2 separate regions of the Capsicum annuum genome follow, and region 2 is linked to region 1. Evidence: chromatin contacts called from public Hi-C data. All regions are on one chromosome and are shown on one strand. Each heading gives the region's core, a stretch centred on a gene start, on an enhancer-like site or on the middle of the called end of the contact. The rest is flanking DNA. Distances are from core to core; before and after follow the strand shown.

Region 1 (3,470 bases), core at 344-2,843:
GTATTTGTTGCTCTAAACAATGAAGAACGTGGATTCTTACAAAATGCACAAAATCTTTAATGGTTTTTATCGGCTCGGTTTGAGCCATGATGCTATGCTTCAGTACTTGAGCTGGCCTGTGCATATACAATTTTGGTTCCTTTGTCCTTGCCTTTCCAGATTTACGCATTGCTTATTTCCAGTTTGTTGGTGCAGCCACATGGATTCTTTAACTGCTCTCCAGCCGTTGATGTCCCTCCGCCTCTTGGATGTGACTTAGAAAGCAGAGACAGTGATGTCACAGAAAATAGTGTAGCAAAGCACACTCCCACTGGTTTGATGGCTAAGCTTTGAAAGAATTTTTCATATGACATGAGCCTCCCTCTCTTATTACTGCACCAACGGATATACAGAAAATAAAACTTCATTTTTCTTTTGATGGAGTATTGAATTAGTAGGTGCAGGGACATGGGATATTACTAGTCTAGTATATGGCATGTTTAAGCAAAGAAAGCCATGTTTTGTATTAATCTTGAACAATGTCACAAGAAAAACTAATAAAAGCCGGTCTTGGAGCAACTATCGGTCTTTGCATTCATCTGTACTATGTACTATATATGACCCCTTCACAAGCAAGGCTATTTTGTATACTGTGTGACACATGACCGTTAAACATATACTTTTTTCATGTCTTCTTAATAGCAGACTTGAAGTCTAATTTTCTGTAAAAGACTCAGATGAAATCATGAACAACGCAGGTGATTAAAGCTAAAGATTGGATCAAATTGGGTACATTATAAAATCGGAAAAGGGTCAAATATGGTTGTGTAGTTAGTTGTGTACGATCTAAACAAAGGCAGATAAATTATAACGGTGCAATCTAATTGTTGCAATTGGAATGCCCCAAGTTATATTACTTGTGGAAGTTTTAACCAATATGAATTACAATTAAATAGAAACACAAAAATAGTTTATGTTCTTTCTCTTTCCCTAATTTTCTAGTTTTGATTTGCCAGTAATGTCAAGAACAAATCGGAACCTAGCATCATTCTTTTCAAGTCTATTAAATGCTTCATTAGTTTTATCAGTTGATACAATTTCAATGTCACTCAAAATGTCTTGTTCTCCACAGAAGTCCATTCTTGAATCTCTTTTATGCTTCCTATGATGCTTCCCTTCACCGTTCTCTTCCCTATACATTGATCATCAAAACATTTTATTATTGAATTAGCTAATAAAGAAACTATAAAACAATCAAATACCCAATGTAATTCCACAAGTGAGGTTTGGGAAGGGTAAGATATATAAAGACCTTACATTTATCTTTAGTGGGAAAAAGGGATTGTTTCTAATAGACTCTCGACTCAAAAAAAGCAAGAAAGTAAGAAAGAAAAAGTGAGAACAAGATAACATTGCACACAACAAGTACTGTAACTTAGATATTAATACACATTGATGAGAAAAAAAAGAGAGGGAAAGAAAGAGAAAAGACTATGTGGTACCTAAATCATACTACTAGAAGTAGAAAACACTTGACTAACTCACTACGCTAGTCCTTGGCCTCCGTGTCTTACTATTGAGGATTAGGGGAAGTAAATAAATAAGTAAAAGGTTAATTAGTGTAACACGTACCATATATCAAGGGCAATATCGGAAAGTCCAAAGGCTTAGAAGGTGCACCCACCTTTGCTAGGGTTCCGTTTACCTTGAGCAACTCCAAGTAAGGCCCAATGGGGTGCTTTGTTGACACAGTGTCCACAATAAAGTCGAGGCTTCTCTTCCTCATCTATGAATAAAAACATTAGTTCTTTTTGTTCTCGTTTCTTTTTGTAGATTGTCAATATTGAGTACTTCATGTATAATAATAACATATTCAATATATTCCGATAAAATTAAATTGGGGAGAGTAAAATGTACGAAGATCTTACCTTTATATCAGGTAGAGAGGTGTATCACCCTCGACAGCATTGAGTACTTAGCTTCATGTAGTTTTGAAAAATAATAAATTAAAAATAGATTTCGTATTGTATTGTATTTATTTATTTATGTTTTAGAAATCTTACACCCACAATTGGTATGTTATTTTATTAAGTGGCATTTTATTAAACAATTAATCTCTAATTCAGTACTAGCCTCCAGAATGATATCATGCAACTCATTCATCATTTATTTCATGTAAAATCTAAATTATTCTATCTTTTTTCTTTAACTTTATGTAAAACATTTTATGTGACTACTTTCTTTTTAACTTTTTTCCCAAAAAACAAATTACAAGTTTTCATATTTGGAATAGTTTGACTTACAATTAACCTTTAATGACATTTTTTATAGTAATAAGAATGACGTCATAATGATGCTTTTATGATCATAAGTTTTAAAAGTTTTATTTCTTAAACTTTGTTATATAGTAAAACACCATCACATAACTAAATTGAAAAGGATAGAGTAGGAACTCTTTTTCAAAGATGGTCTTTTTTTCCCTGTAACTTGAGAAAAAGTTACTATCAATCATGCATATCAGGTTTATACATGATCTTCATATACGAGATTTAATTATATGAAACTATGAAATTTTAAGAAAGAGAAGAGACACTAATTACCTTCATTTCGTCCTCATTGGAGGTTAAAACAAAATCATCTGCACCTTATAGCTCCTTTGCATCTTTCTCTTTGGATGGAGAGGTGCTAAGCATAGTTACATGGTGCCCATACGCTTTGCCAAACTTTATAGCCAGATGGCCCAAACCTCCTAAACCAGCCACACCTATTCTCTTCCCTGATGTTTCTAACAAGTAGCTATCTTTCATAGGAGTGTACACTGTAATCCCAGCTCCTAATAGTGGTGCTGCTCTATCCAAAGGTAGGTTGTCTGGCATATGTATTACATATCTAAATCACCATAAATGTAACAACTTTAGATTTATAAAATCAAGAAAAATTTGAGGAATTGGGAAGAGGGAGATTTAATAGGACAAATCACCACCAACAGATTACAACTATTAATGAACTGAGAAGCGATGAAATAGGCATAACATGACTATGAGTTAGGGTTGACCAGCTTAGATATTTTAGCTATGCAGTAGATATAATTGTTTAATGAATAGTGTACGTACGTAGTTAGCCGCGTGTACAAGTTAGTTACAAAAAATTTGATTAGATGACAACTGGATCAGAGTAGTATAAATGTACTGTGATGAGCACAATGCAGTTATCATATTCATTTTTCCTTAACCAATAAGGTTCTTTCTATTATCTTCTTTTCTCAGCTCAAGCTCACCTCCAATGGCTGTCAATGGCAATTGAGCTGAAGCTGTTAGAGTGGGTAAAAGTCCCACATTGGTTGGAGAATGAACTTGTAGTTTGCTTATATGACTTGGGTAATCCTCACCTCTTGAACTAGTTTTTGGGGTTGAGTTAGGCCCAAGGTCCATTCTTGACTCTAGTATCAGAGCCAGATCCATCCCCGTTTTGGGCTCCCGATCCATGCATCA
Region 2 (3,494 bases), core at 712-3,211, 590 kb after region 1:
ATTTGAACAAATGAAAATCAAAAGGCATCTCCTTAGAAGATGATGAACATAGAACTTATGACTTTAGTCTCCATCCACTGTCCACTCAAAGTTGTCATGATTCAGCTCTTTGTTTAATTTACCACCCAGAACTACAAAAGTATCCATCCACAAAGGAATGACATATCGTCATTATGAATGTAATGAAGCAGACTAAATCTAGGATCCAGAAGCAAACTTGAATGGAATCGGAAATACATTACACGGAAGGACAATTAGGAAATCACGGAGGCACCAAACAAAAGCATATAGATAAATACTAATGTTAGAGAAGAAAATAGCAGAAAGAACTAGAGTAATTTTCAAGTGCAAAAGAATATAAACACCGGAGAAGTACAAAAATCAGACCTGTCCTCGCCTGATAAACAACATATCCCAATGTGCTTCACGCTTTTTTTCTGCACAAATAAATGTAATATGAATGTTAATTTTCCAAACTTATATACCGTGTATCCGATGAATGCGTTATTACATGCACACCGTAAATGTTGAAATGACAGGAGCACTGATTATGCCATATGTGTCAAGAGCATCAACGTAAAATATGCAAACAACGCAAAAGGGTATGGTAAGTTGAGAGTTTTGAGATCCGTAACACATAATCCTCTCTATTCTTTACGCACAGGCACATTTAACCTGACCTTACAAGAAATACTTTACAACAACAATAACGACAACATACCCACTATATTCCCACATAGTGGGGTCTTGGGAGGGTAAAGTGTACGCAGACCATACCACCACCTCAGAAGCACCTTCTTATCACATAAAACTCCCGAAGCGAGCCTCCATTTCAACCACCCTGCCCCAATACGATGCGTGACATACTCATCAATCTCACCATTGCCCCGAATCAAACCCCAGATACTTTGAGCAATAGAAATTTTAAGAGGTCATAGATTGCGCAACATTTGTACATTCAGCTTTCTTTCTATTCAACTTCTATTTTATTTTATTTTTCATCGAGATGGGGGAGGAGAGATTTTCTTCCTTTTTCCTTTTGCGTAGATTAAGGGGATGGGAGAAAGTACAAGTTCCACGGGTTAAGAAAAAGGATTATATCTCTAGAAATCTAGAAAGAAAGAAAGAGAGAACCATTCTCCATAATCCTTTTCTTTCATTCATAGAGGTTTTGTAAAGTCTACAGATTTTGAAAACACGAGACTTGTGTGAAACAAACTCAGAAAAAATTCAAAATCAACAAAAATAGAACCAAAAAAATTAATTAGTCAGTACCATTAGCTTCATCTTTTTCCTTTCTAGGAAGCAACGAAGAGGCCGCAAGGGCAAGCAGAAATGGGCTATCGACTCCCATTTTCTTTTGTTGTTTGATATTTTTGATTCGAGCCGATATTACCGAGGAGAAGAGATATAGTCTTTAGAGGGGTTATATAATACAATCCAGACTAGATTACACACTGGGAAAGTAATAAATGCAGCTTATTTGGTTCGCAAATACAATTGGTTTTTTTCTAACTAAGGACAGAATTCAAATAAGCCCATATTGGAAAATCTTTGATTACTTCTTTATACAGACATAATCCTACTCATAGCATTAACAAAGCGCAATCCAAAATTTAGGATTTACCGGATCATATTTGATCAACATATGGTACCCAAATTGAAAGGTCGACTTTTCTCGCCCTTAATCCCCAACCCACTAGCAAGACGACAAAAGAAAACAAGAAAGAGGCATCCAATCAACGACTATAGTGACATCTTACTAAGGTTTATGCCAAACATTAAGAACACGTTAAAAAGCAGGTGTCAACAATTTGAATACACAAGAGATTAGGCGACAATGAGAACACAAGTGAATTCCCGGATACAGTCAAATTTGAAAGAATGGAGTTAACACGTGATGCAAGAGATAACCAAAATCCAAAAGTAGAATTAATGTAATAAAGTTAATAAATTCTGTATCAGAAAAGCTCAAACATAAGTCAATGTTTTCCCCAAATAGTAGAAGGTCACCTTGATCTCCATAAGCAGCATCTCAACAGTACCCAAAATATCCTTGCCTCATTCTGCTAAAAGAGAAACAAAGCTTTCTAATTAACCTGAACAAATAGCAATTTCCGTCCATAATTAAAACTAAGATTTAAAACAAAATACCTGAGGAAGAATTTATAGTTTTTCTATAGAATTTTCTCATCAAATTGAATTTGATGCAACTAGAGAAAAAGAAAAACTTACATAATATGAAAGCTGATCGGAAACACATTTTCTCTCAAGGTTACTTTTACACATAAAGAAGTTTAAATGACAATTTGTTAGCAGGTACTCAATCTCAACATTTGAGAAAATATGTACAAGATCTTGGGAGGTCGTTTGGGACCGTGCGCACTGGCCTAAAATATTATGTTAATAATACTTGTATTAATAATATTTGCACTAGTTATATTTATATAAATAATCTTTTTATATGTAATTTGATTTGATGCATTCAAATAACATAAATTATATAATTATTTTTAAAAAATATCTTTTTACAAAGATATTCTCGCAAGTATGGTGGAAAGAACTTGGAAAAGATTTTGAAATACAATTGTTGTTGTTTTTCGAGTACACAAAATCTATATTTTCACAACCTATTTCAACACAAGTTCAAGAAAAAATTAAGAAAACTTATCCAAAACCTTCAACACAAGATCAAAATGATCTTCCAAAGAAGTATATTTTCAGTCTTAAAGAAAAATAGATAAAGCAGAAAATTCAAGTCCTCCGAATTCACGGAGTGTCCTTAAAAAAATAATTTCCCTCAAATATCCGAGATTGTGGAATTTTCCTCCCAGGATAAAATGACTTCACAACCAGAATGTAGCGGTACCTCAAACTTTCTGGTTTTCTTCGAACTCACTCAACGGGAGATGATCACACAGAGTTTTTAGAAGCAAGAAAATATTTTTCTTATATAGAAATTTTTCATACTAAACCTGTGGAAAAAATGCAGGTTTATATAGCCATAAAGTGCCCCTTCCGAAAGGAGGCAATGGTTCATCCGAAAAGGTGTATCCCTTGGAAGAGTCATGTTTATTCATTCGAAACATTGTGTCTTTTTTTCTGAACAGATACCACTATCCGAACAGTCACTCCTTTTTTAAAATAATGTATCTTTTCCTCAAAAAGTTGTGTCCCTCTATTTTCCATTCGCACCAATTGAACCCAACAATCCCCCACATGAATGAGAATGACTATTCTTTGTAAAACCTTACGGACAAGTATGCGATCATCAAGCAAAAACTGATTGCATCTGGATAAGTGGGCTTCCCTTTGAACTTTTCATAGTGAATATGCATTGGATGCACTCATTCAATCATTAGATTTGATATCTTTGAACCGTTGAGCTTTAATGTACACCTAGACAACAAATGTCACACAATCAACCTTTTACCGTTTATGGTTCTCACGATTTTGTTCATTTTAGTCATGAATACGTTCCGGTCTCATGAGAG

What was found. A called contact is a pair of places that touch in the nucleus more often than the background predicts.
Region 2: a Hi-C map of leaf shows a contact between it and region 1, with 2.0 times the contacts expected there. The contact joins the promoter of LOC107857258 here to the enhancer-like site in region 1. A contact is called at or near these places in 2 of 5 Hi-C or Micro-C datasets (leaf and placenta).

The regions. Positions count from the first base shown.
Region 1 is chr1:221,081,083-221,084,552 of UCD10Xv1.1, forward strand. It overlaps LOC107854966 (copper methylamine oxidase), which reads left to right. Exons shown (of 12, transcript XM_047409026.1): 12 at 196-558. The coding sequence ends at 333. It also overlaps the pseudogene LOC124898821. Among protein-coding and RNA genes, the nearest start is that of LOC107854966, 18 kb to the left of the region's middle. Within about 2 kb of position 1,594, at least 4 of the 5 cell types and tissues checked have an H3K27ac peak or open chromatin away from gene starts, as enhancers often do. A contact at or near this core is called in leaf, where this site is marked.
Region 2 is chr1:221,674,907-221,678,400 of UCD10Xv1.1, forward strand. LOC107857258 (AT-hook motif nuclear-localized protein 8-like) reads right to left here and starts at 1,962. Exons shown (of 5, transcript XM_047409055.1): 1 at 1,276-1,962; 2 at 388-437. The coding sequence starts at 1,354.